2 separate regions of the Capra hircus genome follow, and region 2 is linked to region 1. The links are chromatin contacts, called in public Hi-C maps. All regions are on one chromosome and are shown on one strand. Each heading gives the region's core, a stretch centred on a gene start, on an enhancer-like site or on the middle of the called end of the contact. The rest is flanking DNA. Distances are from core to core; before and after follow the strand shown.

What was found. A called contact is a pair of places that touch in the nucleus more often than the background predicts.
Region 2: a Hi-C map of blood shows a contact between it and region 1, with 11 times the contacts expected there. The contact joins two enhancer-like sites. A contact is called at or near these places in 2 of 5 Hi-C or Micro-C datasets (both in blood).

The regions. Positions count from the first base shown.
Region 1 is chr28:35,872,934-35,880,330 of ARS1.2, reverse strand. MTR (methionine synthase) reads left to right here. Exons shown (of 33, transcript XM_018042441.1): 23 at 3,164-3,231; 24 at 3,821-3,941. Among named protein-coding and RNA genes, the nearest start is that of MTR, 95 kb to the left of the region's middle. Within about 2 kb of position 4,705, at least 1 of the 5 cell types and tissues checked has an H3K27ac peak or open chromatin away from gene starts, as enhancers often do.
Region 2 is chr28:36,124,662-36,132,058 of ARS1.2, reverse strand. No RefSeq gene overlaps it. Among named protein-coding and RNA genes, the nearest start is that of HEATR1, 11 kb to the left of the region's middle. Within about 2 kb of position 3,353, at least 2 of the 5 cell types and tissues checked have an H3K27ac peak or open chromatin away from gene starts, as enhancers often do.

The sequences.
Region 1 (7,397 bases), core at 3,456-5,955:
CTTTCCAGCAGTTTCTTAACTCACATGTGCCCAGAAACACATCCCCTTCTTTCTCCAGGGTGTGACTGAGGACAGCCCCAGTCCTAGATTGGTTGACCCTGGTGGCAAGTAGCCTCCTTCCTGTATCCCAGGGCCATAAGTACTATTTTCTCTGCATGGAAGACATTATAAAGTGCTCCTCTAAGCAGTGATATCTTTGACTGTTTCCCAGCAAAACTTGTTAAAGCAGCCTAATAAGTTGGAAGTTGAACTCGTCATACTCTAGGCCCCTAGTTCATTGTTTCCAGACCTCTTCTTAACCTCCCTAACGGCTGGTCATCTCTCTTGCTGATTGCTCCTTCTCTGTGTGACCTCCCTAAAGGGGACTACTTCAGGCCTTAACCCTGGGACCTCTTCTCTGCCCTCACTGCTTCTCAGACTTCAGTGCACCTTCTGACCACCTGGGGATCTTGATAAGTCAGATCTGATGAAAACAGGTCTGGACAGACAGGCTTAGATCATCTCATTCAGTCTCATGAATTTTTTTTTCTATTCCCCTCCCCTGTCATCTCCTCTCCCCTTCCCCTCCTCTTCCCACTCTTCCCTCAACCCCTTCTCTCCAACCCCTACCCACTTTTGGCAATTCATTTTTCTAAATATTTTACACATGGTCTCAGGACTTCTTAATGCCATGTAATATGCCAACAAGTCCCAGGTTTTATCTCCAGCTTGGATCGCTCACCTGGGCTGCAGGCTTACAGATCCAGATGACTACCTGAGAGCTCCATTTAGATTTCTTTAAAAAAAACTTAATATTTTGAAATTTTAAATAATCACCATTAAGATGCCCTCTTCTCCTTCTCTGAGCTCACTCTCTACAGCTTTCTCCTTCCTCCATTTCTATCTGACCACAAGGTCTTCTTACTTTTCCTCCAGCAAAGCAAGCAGGCACATGATGTTCCTGAAAGATAGAGTGCCTGAAACAAGAAAAAGGATTGAGAGCTAGATGATTCTTGCCATCACAGTGATGAGTTGTAATTCTTAAAATACAACATACAATGTTGAAAGCGTCAGCTTTGAAATCCATACATCTTTGTCTTGATGTAAAAGCAATATGCTCTTTCACTTAGTGTTATAGGCTGTATTTAGTCATAGTTCAACAAATCCAGTTACCGAACTGTGTGCAGTATGCTAAAGAGAAAGAAAGGGGCCACCTCACCCCCGTTATAACATGCAGTGCCCCATCATCAACCTCTGTGGCGTGTTTTCTAGTGGATTAGTGCTAACAGACCTGAAGAGAGTCATCATTGATTTGAAATTGTCCACTTTCTGAGGATTCTCTTTGTGCTAGTTTTTTGTTTTTTTTCAAGAAATTTAAGTACTATGATAACAAGCTAAGAAATCCAACTTAAATATAAACAGGTATATAATGAGAAGCAACGTTCCTTCCTGCCCTTGGTGTTCAACACCCACTGTTAACAGCTGCTATGATGTCAGGTAGTGGTTCTTAAGCATTTTTTTTTAACTTATAATCATTTTGTCTGTTTAGTTATTTAGGAATTGTTGACATGAGGAAACAAAAGAAAATGTGCACTGTAATTTTTAAAACATCTTTACAACCAGTGCTCATGATGAAATTACATTGTCAAAATGATGGACCTCCTTGGTGCTCTCTAACTCTAGGATAGAGGAGTAGTTTATAGAACATTTTCCAAGGCTAGAATCCCGTTTTCTCTGAGATCCAGGAAGCCGTCTCCTTCCTGAGTCGCAGCTCCGTGGAGTCGCTCTGTCCGAGGGCGCGCTCCAGGCTTCCTCCGCCCAGTCCCACTCTCCTCGCGTGCCCACCGCGGTCTGCTCTCCCTTTGCGTCTTGCTCGTCTCTCGTGGTAGCTGTCCTTTCATTCCTTCCCCCTCTCCTTTGGCTAATGGGAGATTGCCTTCTCACCAGCTTTTCATGTCCAGGAACTGATCTCTTCTCCTTATCCTGCTTGTTGGCTCCCATGTAGGGTATACTGTACAGTAGATACTTACGGATTGAACTTCTCTAACGTCTTTCTTGGCCTCCATGGCTGAGAAGACGAGTTTTCGTGCCAGACCCTGGTTCAGATCCCAGCTCCACTACTAGATAGTTGTCTGGCTGGGCAAGATGCTTAACTTCCGGGCACATGATTTTCTGGACCCTTCCTTATTAAAAATGTAAAAATCATGTTTTCAAAAATTTTAAAAAAGAGTATTCTTTGGTAAAACCTACCTCCAAATAAAATTTAAAATAGGAATCAAACATAAAAATATTTATATTGTTTAATGCAATAATCCCATTTATAACAGTCCATCTAATGTATATATTTGGATAAATACATGAAATAAATATATGAAAACAATCCCCCCAGCCCCGAAAAAAAGACACAGGCCCCCATGATCGTGCTTCCACGTACAGTTCCTGTGAGGGTTAAACAAGATTGTTTATATAGAAGGCTTAGCATAGTGGAAATATCCCAGGTGTCCATTGACAGATGAATGGATAAACATCTGGCACATTCATACAATGAAATATTATTCAGCCTTAAAAAGGAATGAAGTTCTGACTTAGGCTCCAGTGGGGGAGGAACCCTAAAGATGTTAGGCTAAGTGAAATTAGCCAGACCCAGAAGGACAAATGATGTATGATTCCACTTGTAGAAATATCCAGACAAGGCAAATTCGTAGAGATAGAAGGCAGAGTAAAGGTTACTTGTTGCTGAGGGATTATAAAGTTTCTGTTTGGGGCAATGAAAGAGTTTTGAAATTAAATAGTAGTGATGGTTACACAACATTGCGACTAACTAGGGACCCTCAACTACACACTTAAAAATGGTTAAAATGGCACGCTATGTATTATATATGTTTTACCAGAGCTTAGAAAAGAATGTCCTCTACCAAAGGCTACCTTAAACAGGTGAATTAGACGCTCTGTGGATTGTGGCAGCGAAGGTCCTTAAAAAAGCTTAGTGTAGCCCCTGCCCACGGTCAGTTCCTAATCAATGGCAGACATCACTGAGTCGGTTGTCAGTGTTCGGTGAGCTTTTCAGTGTGATTCCAGTTTACTCGAGAGCAGTGTTCAATGGTTAAATAAAAATGTTCCTTTAGCTTTTTTGATAATTAATGGGATCTCGTTCATTATCTCATGTCTCGTTTTTGTCCCCCAGAGTTATTGATTTAGGAGTCATGACTCCATGTGACAAGATTCTGAAGGCTGCTCTAGACCACAAAGCAGGTACTATGCAACTGGGTTCCTGGGCATTTCAGTAAATTGTGTTCTCCCAGTGTCTGTCGGCGAAGGGTGATGCCCCCGCCCATGGAGGTTACTGGGACCTGCAGACACTCAACTGACAGCTCCTGCCTAGAGGGTTCTGTCATTGCCATTTATGAAGGGGACTAAAGAGGTGAATAGGTAACCGTGAAACTCCTTTATAGTTCTGAGGAAGGGGTATGGGGACAGGCTTCTTAGAACAACTTGTATTAGATTTTGTTTTTCTCTGTGTGTGTTTGTTCTTATATTTCTTCTGACACTGTGACATATCCCATCTGGGAAATCATGAACTAACAGTTCCGTGGCTTTTCCTAAAAGGTGGCAAGCAGATTATTGCAACTTGAAGTTGCAAATCATATTTACTACCAAAAGCAAGCAATAAATTGAAAACCCCCAGGCAGAAAAGAAGTCTCAAAATTATTCATAGAAACTGGGAATTTATCTTCTGGCTTGTGGTGTTTATTACAGAGTTTTTAAAATGGGTCTTCATACTTTTTCTCTTTTTTCGCATCCTCCTTTTCATTGTTCTTTTTTTCCTTTTTTTAAATAATAGATATAATTGGCCTGTCAGGACTCATCACTCCTTCCCTGGATGAAATGATTTTTGTCGCTAAGGAAATGGAGAGACTAGCTATAAAGATCCCATTGTTGATCGGAGGAGCTACCACTTCCAGGTGAGTCATGCTAATGAGCTTCATGCCTCACTGAAATTTTCACAGATGCTAGTGTTTAAAAACAGTGATAAAACCTGAGGTTTTTCCTACACATAGCACCTTGGCTCCTTATTTTATAAATACACTAACTTTCCAGTCTTTGTGCCACAAGAGCCAGAATAATTTGGGGGCCTGCTGCAGGAAACTCCTCCATCAGTGCCACCCCCACACCTGTTTTTGGATTCCTTTGGCCTGTAATCATCTTCCCCTTAATCCTCTCACCTCCTGTTCAGTTCCTGAGACTTCTAATGAGCACCTGAGTGAAGATGTGTGTTTTAGCACAAAGGCATTGCTTGAATTTTAGCCCACTCTCTGTCTTGAAGCAGGTGTCTGAGTAATTACAAGCTCTGTTGAAGAAACTCTGACCTTGTGATAGTCGATATAGAAAGCTGACTGAGAGAAAATGAATCAGAGGAGCACTTTGGGAAGTTGTTTCTGAAAAGGAGAGCTTTGGGAACCTTTGGGTCAAATAATTTAAAGAAAAGAAAGTTCAGGTTTGGTCACAGGATCATTATTTATTTTGTCAGCTATCTCCTGGGGTCATGATCATAATGCTAGCTGGTGAGAGGCATGTTAATCAGAGGTAGTAGACTTCTTATGATGCATCCCTTATGCCCATATAGCTCACTTTGGCAGGGAGCAGTGCCCAGGTGGAGCATTGGTCCTGGTGGTCGCACAAGCATGCGGTTTGTTTCTGATACGAAAGACAGTAGATGGCCGGGCCAAAGCTATTCAGAGTTCCTTTCACACTGGAAACAACTGTATGTTAAGCCACTTGTAGTAGTTAGGAATCTCCAAACAGGATGTATGTCTGTACATGGGGCACGGGGGGAGGGAGACAGAGAGAAATTGATTTTAAGGAACCGTCTCATGTGATTCTGGAAGCAAGAATGACTGAAATCTGCAGAGAAGGTGGGCATGCTGGAGGCCTGGCAAGAGTTGCTGTTGAATCTTGAGTCCAGAGGCAGTCTGGAGGAAGAAGGCCTTCTTCCTCTGGGAACCCCAGTCTTTTCTCTTTGTTGTTGTTGCTCACTTGCTCAGTCATATCTGATTCTTTGTGACCCCATGGACTGCAGCACACCAGGCTTCCCTGTCCATTACCATCTCCCGGAGCTTGCGCAAACTCATGTCTATTGAGTCGGTGATGCCATCCAACCATCTCATTCTCTGTCGTCCCCTTCTCCTCCTGCCTTCAATCTTTCCCAGCATCAGGCTCGTTACCAATGAGTTGGCTCTTCGCATCAGGTGACCAACATACTGGAGCTTCAGTCCTTCCAATGAATATTCAGGACTGATTTCCTTTGGGATTGACTCTTTTGATCTCCTTGCAGTCCAAGGGACTCTAAAGAGCCGCCTTCAATACCACAGTTGGAAAGCATCGATTCTTTGGTGCTCAGCCTTTATGGTCCAACTCTCACATCCATACATCACTATTGGAAAAACCATAGCTTTGACTGTGCACACTTTTGTCGGCAAAGTAATGTCTCTGCTTTTTAATATGCTGTCTAAGTTGGTCATAATTTTTCTTCCGAGGAGCAACCATCTTTTAATTTCATGGCCACAGTCACTGTCTGCAGTGATTTGGGAGCCCAAGAAAATAAAGTCTTTGACTGTTTCTATTGTTTCCCCGTCTATTTGCCATGAAGTGATGGGACCAGATGCCCTGATCTTAGTTTTTTTGAATGTTGAGTTTTAAGCTAGCTTTTTCACTCTCCTCTTTCACCTTCATCAAGAGGCTCTTTAGTTCCTCTTCGCTTTCTTCCATAAGGGTACATATCTGAGGTTTTCGATATTTCTCCTGGCGATGTTGATTCCACCTTGTACTTCATCCAGTCCAGCATTTTGCATGATGTACTCTGCATATAAGTTAAATAAAGAGGGTGACAATATACAGCCTTCTCTTAAGGTCTTCAGTTGATTAGATGAGGCCTACCCATATTCTGGAGGGCAATCTGCTTTACTCAGAGCCTACTGATATAAGTGTTAATCACATCTGAAAAATATCCTCACAGAAACATCTAGATTGTTGTTTGCTCAAAAACTGGGTACCATGGCCTTGCCAAATTGGCACATAAAATTGACCATCCTCCCACTTTTAATCTGAATAGCACATTTTCATGAGTGGTTACAGTGTTCTATCTCCTCTAATTGCTTCTCATACTTGGAGAACTCAGTAGTGTGGCTGTTATTGCTCACGTCAGAAAACTGGCTTTGTTTTTCCATGAAGAACTTAACCTGCTAGGATTATGTGACAGATTGTTCTCCAGGAATATGACTATCTGTCAATATCTGGGATTTCAGTGAGCATAGTTTGGGTAATTGAATGATTATAGTGGGAATATTCATTAGCTTAGTAAAGAGAATGGTAAGAGAATCTACCCATTATTGTCAACATGAAGACCTTTTAAAATCAGAGTTGTAAAATAGGAATAAAGAAATATTTAAATGAGCAGATGTAATAAGATGCATTATGAGTTGTGTGAATGTGATGCTAGTTTCCAAATAAGAAAGATTTTATGGGGACTACACTTGGAAGTTCAGTATCAGGAAACCACATCCTGCTGCTTGTTCAAGCTGGAGCATCGCTGTTGCTTAGTCTCTGAGTTGTGTGCAGCTCTTTCGTCACCCCATGGACTGTAGCCTGCCAGGCCTCTCTGTCTGTGGGATTTCCCAGGCAAGAATACTGCAGTGGGCTGCCGTTTTCTTCTCCAGGTGTTTTTCCTGACCCAGGGATCGAACTCGCGTCTCCTGTATCTCCTGCATTGGCAGGCAGGTTCTTTGCCACTGAGCCACCAGAAAAGCCCAAGTTGGAACATTACCAATAGTTAATTGTATTATATCTCTCACCAAGTAAGAGCCACAGATTAAATAATGATCGGAAGTAACATGATGAGCCTCTCAAGATGTATCATTGGCAACATTAGCCATAAATGACTCTTAACAGTTATAACCTGGTATACCAAGTAATCAATTAGATCAGTAATGACCAACAGTCCTCATGCTCTTATAGAATATCTGTTCTCTTCATCTGGAAAACTGAAGGTTCCTCCCAGGAGACAGACATCAGGTTCCCATGATCTCCCAGGTCTCTTTAACTCCAATATTCTGTTTTTCGATGAGTTTTTCTGGTTCTCTTCTCTTCCTTGCCTGTTACAGTTTCTGAAAAATTATTTAGAAAATAAAAGCCAGTAGTCGTGCTTCCAGGTAACCATGTCTTTCTCCAGTTTTGCCTGCATTTCAGCTTTGTATAAGTGGATTCCATCAATACTATTTATACTTAATCTACGGTGTATATTCTTCTGTGTCCCGCTCAACATTATGTCTTTAAGCCCCAACTCATTGTTACAGTAGTCAGGGTTTTTTTTGTTTTGTTTTGTTTTCCACTTTGTGGTAAAATATTGAATTGTATAATGCCCT
Region 2 (7,397 bases), core at 2,104-4,603, 250 kb before region 1:
TTTTCACTCTTCTCTTTCACTTTCATCAAGAGGCTCTTTAGCTCTTCTTCACTTTCTGCCATAAGGGTGGTGTCATCTGCATATCTGAGGTTATTGATATTTCTCCCGGCAATCTTGATTCCAGCTTGTGCTTCCTCCAGCCCAGCGTTTCTCATGATGTACTCTGCATATTAGTTAAATAAGCAGGGTGACAATATACAGCCTTGATGTACTCCTTTTCCTATTTGGAACCAGTCTGTTGTTCCATGTCCAGTTCTAACCGTTGCTTCCTGACCTGCATACAGATTTCTCAAGAGGCAGATCAGGTGGTCTGGTATTCCCATCTCTTCCAGAATTTTCCACAGTTTATTGTGATCCACACCGCCAAAGGCTTTGGCACAGTCAATATGGTTGACAGGAAATATTTATTAACTGAACAAATGAATGAATGAATGTAAATGCTTGTAAGCTCTAGTTCTATCTCCTTCCTGTTCAAGAAGTGTGTATCAGAATGCAAGTAAGAGTAGCATTGTTACAGGAATACTTTAGAATAAGATTATTCTCACTATTACAACTGATGGCATACTGTCTCCTTGAAAATGTATCTACTGATGAGAAACAAAATAAGATGTACGTAATTAACACTGTAAATGCAACATGTGAAATCTATATGTTAGCCAAGTGCCAACAAATAGATGACTGGTTCAGTGAGAACTGAGAAGTTAAGAATTTGTTTCTTCATGTTGTGCCCTGTACAAAGTCATATACATTATTATGAAGCTGAGCACTTGTGATCTTGCCACCCAAAATTACAACTATTTTTTTCTGGTTATTTTGAAAGGCACTGGTAGAAAGTTGAAAAGAAAAAAAAAAAATTGGAAATCAAACTAGAGCGAATACCTGCTATATCTTTAATAACCAGCAGATGGCACCAGAGCATTTTTCTGACCCCGAGAGTGCATTCAGCTGTATCTCCAGGTACCTGAAAGGAGCTACGGTTTCCAAACTTAAGGTTTGATTTATATGTACAATGATAAAAATTGGTTCATTAAATCTTCCACATAAATTAAGATTTTTTTAATAAAAATAATGTTTTTAAATGTTATTTGGAAAGCGATGGGACTTTTAAATGCTTATATTTTCTTAGCTAATGAGAAGCATTCACAATCATCTGTTTAACAAGTACCCTAAATGATAGGTGTGGGTAGCCTGAGTCCCCTCACTCCCACCCCATCCTAAATTAAATTCCATTGAATATTTGCCACTGGAAAGATTTTTTGTTAATTAGAGTAATGGTGAAGTAGAGAACCAGGAAAGCCAGCAAAGTGAAATAAATAGTTATCAGAAATCTTTGGATGGGAGTGGGGGTGGGGGGAAGGACTTGGCTCTATGTGAGTCGAATCTGAAAAAGAACTTGGGGCAGAGAGAGCAGTTTGGGGGATAAATTGAAGAGAAGACCAGTTCTCTGTATGACATGATATTAGACAGATTAGAGGTAAATAGAAAAAAAAAACAATTTATTTGATTTGTATTACATTAGAATTCTTCCTTTGGTATTTTTAAAAGACTTCTATGAAGATTCAATTTATTTTCAATTCCATTTGGGACCCAGACTAATATTCTTGTCATGCAACTATGCTGTAGCTAGCTTCACGACCAAGTAAGTCAGGCTAGTTTTCTGGAGTTATTTAAGTGTAAATAAAGTGACAAAAAAACATATTTCCTAGTGATATGATTATATACTAGAAAAGTCAAGGATTCAGTTCTGAAAACAATTGGATATAGTATAGAATATAGGACATTAAATCAGTGCAAGTATATATACACATACAAACATACATGTGATGTCTAGAATGCATGTAATTTCACGAAAACAAACTGAGAAAATAAAGACCAATTTCCAATCGCAAAACACACACATAAAAGTACCTGGAGAAAAATGTATAAGGTCTCTGAGAAGAAACTATAAAGGCCATCTTGTGATGGCTATACAACTATAAAAGATCTTGTGATCATTTTAATAGAAAATTAAAGTGAAAGGTTTGAATGAATGGAGAAGATTGATAGCTATATTATGCTCCTGGATAGGAAGACAAATATTATGTAAAATGTCTGTGTGCCATCTCCAAGTTAATATACATATTTAATTCAGTCTTAAGAAAAAAATCCCAGAATGGTTTTTTAATTTGACAAAATGTTTCTTAAATTGATATAAAAGAATAAGTATAAAAGAGTACATCTTAAAAATTCTCAGAGGAACACTTAATGGAAAAGTATAATAGGAAAGATTAGCATTATCATATATTAAAAATATATGACAAAGCAGCTGCCAGTAAAAGAGTATAGCTCTGGGGCAAAATTAGACAAATAGGTCCTCAGTACCCAAACAGCTGAGTTTCCCAGGTGGCTCAGTGGTAAAGAACCTGCCTGCGATACAAGACATGCAGGAGACGCGGGTTTGATCCCTGGGTTGGGAAGATCCCTTGGAGGAGGGTATGGCAACCCACTCCAGTATTCTTGCCTGGGAAATCCCATGGACAGAGGAGCCTGGCTATAGTCCATGGGGTCACGAAACAGTTGCACAGGACTTAGTGACTCAGCCACCGCCGCCGCTGCCACCACCACCCAAAGAGCTAGATAATCAAGAAATAAACCCCAATTTTAGTAAGCATTTAAAATAGTACAATGTAAGTATCAAAAACAATCAGGGAAGAAAATTTGCACTAATTGGTGTTGGGGTAAATACTGTGAATGAAGCAAAAAAAAAAAAAATGTATAATCACTTCAATCCATATACAAGAAGGGACTCCAGATACCTAAAGAAATTACAGTTCTGAACAGAATGGAATAACAGGTACCGTTTTTACACTCCCACTGGAAACAACCAAAACGTGGGCAAATACACGAAATGCTTTTCAAGACACTGTACATTAGGCAAGTAAGTTGTCAATGATCCTAGAAAGAAATGAAATGAGCAAGGTGAGCCTCATGGTTGCCCCAGTTTACCACCTTGGGTGAGTCTCCTGGCAGAGCAGGATGGACTCTCTGAGCCGAAGAAATGGACCTAAGAGTCCAGGGAGGACAAGGCCGCTGAACTTTGTAGAAGACCATGAAGAGAGAATCTGAGAGAAGGCTCTGGAGACCTGCAGAGGGCCCCCTCGAGTAATGGTCGGCACTTGCTGGTGAGGGAACTTACCTCAAGCTGAGGAACGGACAGCCTGAAAGAATCAGAGGGGACAATCCTTGTATTCACACATGCCCAGGAGTGAAATTCTATCCAATCATGAGGCTGTCATCTCAGTCATTTCCCCAGTGAGAAAGAAACTACAATGTGTGAGATGAAAAATCCATTACATGGGAATAATGACAAAGTAAATACCACAGAGGGTTTCCTAGGTGACACCGCAGTAGAGGATTCATCTGCCAATGCAGGAGCAGGAGATGCGGGTTCGATCCCTGGGTCGGGAAGATCCCCTGGAGGAGGAAATGGCAACCCACTCCAGTACTCTTGCCTGGGAAATCCCATGGACAGAGGAGCCTGGCGGGCTACAGTCCACGGGGTCGCAAAGGATCAGACACGACTGAGCAGCTGAGCACACACGGTATCACAGAGGAAAAGAACTTGAAAGCATAGCAGTAGAAAGTAATCAGAATGAAGCATCCAGAGAAAAGAGGTTTTCTGTGTTTGTTTCATGAACAAACCATCAGTAAACTATGGAACAATTTCAAGTGGGCTAATGTGTTTGTAATTTGTAATTTGAGTCCCCAAAGAAATGGGGCAGGCAGGAAAAATATTTGAAGAGGCAATCACTGGACATTTTCCGAATTTATGAAGAGTGATGATCCATAGATCCAGGAAGCTCAATAAGCACCCACACAAGGAGCAAGATGAAAACAATACCAAGTCTCATCCTAATCAAATGCTGAAAATCTATATTAAAACAAGTAGTAGAAACCCCAGAAAACAATGGAGCTGCATATTTATCAATAAGGAGAATGATGTGAGAGAAGACTTTCTAGACTTCCCAGAAAACAATGGAGCTGCATATTTATCAATAAGGAGAATGATGTGAGAGAAGACTTTCTAGACTTTTCAGAAAACAATTATTGAGGAAAAGTTCAGCAGGTATAACTACATATAAATGGCAAATTTAAGTATCTTCTGCTTTTTAAAGTAATGGGTAAACAAACTAAATGAGCTTGAAAAGACAAGCAACAGAGTGAAAAAACAACAAATACAGAAAATAAAAGGATAAATATGTATATATGTATGCTTATAACACATAGTTCATAAGAATAATGATAAAAACACTGAGTTCAATAGATAAACAGCCAAAAATATAAACAAATGATTCACAGGTACAAAGTCCAGTTATTAAATTTACAGGAAAATGTTCAACTCTGTAGGAATGTAGATTAGATTACTGTACCATATACCTACTAAATTAATGTACCATATATCTACTAAATTTTCTACAAAGTAATGTTTATTCCTGGAAAAAGCAGATTTTAATTTATATTTTGATGCATTACGAGTGATACTATAAATCAGTATCACCCTTTCAGATGCAATTTGGAAATATGCAGCAGGAATGCAAAATATGTTTATATCCATTAACTTCCTAATTTCATTTCTGTTAAGTCTGTAGCTGTCCAACAAGCCACAGTTGTAAACAGACTGTTGTCACTTTATTATGTGGAATGGTGGATTCTAAAAGGTAAAGTTACATATAATTAAATGTACAGTTAATATACAAGTATAGATTTTAAATATAAGCGTATAATTTTACAGTTTAAAACAAAAATAATCAAAGATCAATTGAAAAATGAAAAAAAAATAATCAAAGGTCTTTTCCTGAATTACCTATGCATACCAACCATTTTTACATAATGTTATTTTTCATTTGAAGTCAGCTTCTAATATTTGAACTTTAATATAGTTAAGTTTTCTTCATAAATAGCTCCACATAATTGATTAAAGAAAATCTGTTAACAAGTATTTAAATAAAAAGGGACATTTTGGGATATGCTTTTTAGTCCCAGTTTGATTGAGAAATAATTGGCCTACATCACTGTATAAGGCATAAAATGTGATGGTTTCACTTACATATATTGTGAAATGATTACCACAATAAGTTCAGCTAAAATCCATCTTCCTGAGTAGGTTCAGTAAAAGGAAGAGAAAAAAGCTTTCTCCTTGTGATGAGAACTCTCAGGATTTATCCTCTAATAGCTTTCCTATCCATCGCACAGCAGTGGTCACTATAGTTACCATGTTATACAGTGCATCCTTCATACTTATAACTGGACGCTGGTACCTTTTGAATTATGTTATTTTTCCAAGGCTTTTCTTTAGCCTTAGAACAAAAGAGCATACTTTGAAGAAGATACTCAGTTCCGGGAATCAGATTTCTGTAACAGAAAGAATAATGAAATGAATTCACTCTGTTTGCTATACATATAAAGACAAAAAATTTTTCAGTCTGTATCTCAGAGGACCTCTCTGTAAAAATCATACTTATACAAATTTTAAGCTACCAGTGGAATTACAGACATTAAAGAATTCAAGGTCTTAGATTACAGGGCAATGTATCCATACATAGACAGTTATTATTTTGGACTCTCAGATAGGTAAATGGGGAATCCATTACATTGGAGCTTCAAAATCAGTCACATCAAAGTTCTCTGAACGTTTTAAAGGTTGGAAGGACGGTCGTATGCCTTTAAAAGTTAATCGGATTAATAGTACCAAAGGGAGTTCTATTTTATTTCACACGTTGTTAGCCTTTTGTTTTCATGGCATGTTCTGTCAAGCATTTCAAAAGATCGCAGAATCTTTAGGGAACCATGGCTATTGTATAAGTACATCAAAGAAGACTATAAAAATAACGGATTGAAATAGTAAACATCTTTCTCCCAATAATAAGGAGCCTGGGATGGCTGTGCTAGAGATATGATTCATTCAGAGGTTGCGTGATTTGCAACTGTAGTTTATACACAATTCTCAGAATTCATACCATGATCACTAATAAAACGAGCCTCCAAGTACATTCCAGGTTTTCCTGGAGTGTCAGTTCAAGTTAATTCAGTGAACGTCAACTACATCTCTGCAGTGTGCTTGACGCTTTGATAAATGATGGGAAGGTGACCAGTACACAAGGCCCACGTTTTCCCAGAAAGAGGTGTTAGCAGAGTCTAGTACAGAGGCAGCCGTTGAAAATAACGTCTGCCATCTGTGTAACAGACATGAGACCAGAGATTGAGGGCACGAAAGGGGTCAGCTCTCCCCAGGGAGTTCATCTTCCCAGGGAAGGTGACGTGTGAGCTGCATCTTGAAACACTGAAAAGAAACAAACGAGGGGTGACATGCCTGGGGATTAGTTATTTTGAGCAGCGGATCTACCTATGAAAAGTCACTGAGACACAGAACAGAGAGTTTGGGGAACTGCCAGGCTGATAGGAACACGGAGTACACTCAACAAAAACGGCAAGAAAGGAAGTGGGCTTGGGAGACCAAGATTGGATATGGAAGCTGCTCTAAGCCAAATCTCTTTCAGGCAGGAAAGCTGTAAATCGGGTTAAAGGAGCAAAGGCTGCTGGCAGAGACCAGTAGGAGGTGATGATTATGATAGTTCCTCCTTGGGGTTATGTTACCGTTTTAATAAATTTCTTCACAAATGCCATTTAGAAATTATTTCCTGCATTTTAGGGAATTTGGGGGGGGGTGTTGGATACGTGTATCTGTGTGGCTGAGTCCCTTTGCTGTCCACCTGAAACTATCAAAACATTGTTAATCGGCCACGAAAAGTCAAAGTGTTAGTCTGTCATGTCTGACTCTTTCTGACCCCATGGACCGTAGCCCACGAGGCTCCTCTGCCCATTGGATTCTCCAGTCAAGAATACTGGAGTGAGTTGCCAGGCCCTTCTCCAGGGGATCTTCCCAACCCAGGGATCAAGCCTGGGTCTCGTGCATTACAGGCAGATTCTTTACTGTCTGAGCCTATGCTCCAATATAAAATAAAAGGTTTTTTTTTTAAAGAAAAAAGAAATTATTTCCTTCATTTTATAGTATGATTGACTGAAAATTTAAAAGGTAAAAGTTTTGAAACTGTGCAAGGATTTTATGAAATGAGAAGCTACCAGAAAGGAAGGTGTCACACAAAAACCAATGGTAACTAAGACATAAGCCTCTGCCTATGTCTGGAGCTCGGTGGAGACTCACAAATGCCTTACATTTAGGAGCTGGCTTCCAAACTGCCACTTAAAAGAAACAGTAACTCAATGGGATAAGTGAGTGCCAGAGTCGGAAGGGCACATCAGTCAAACTAACCTTGCCCTGGGTAGATTTTCCATTGCTCCGTCATAATCTTTTTTTCCCCTCCTGAGGCTAGCTGACGATTTTATTAGCATTAGCATGA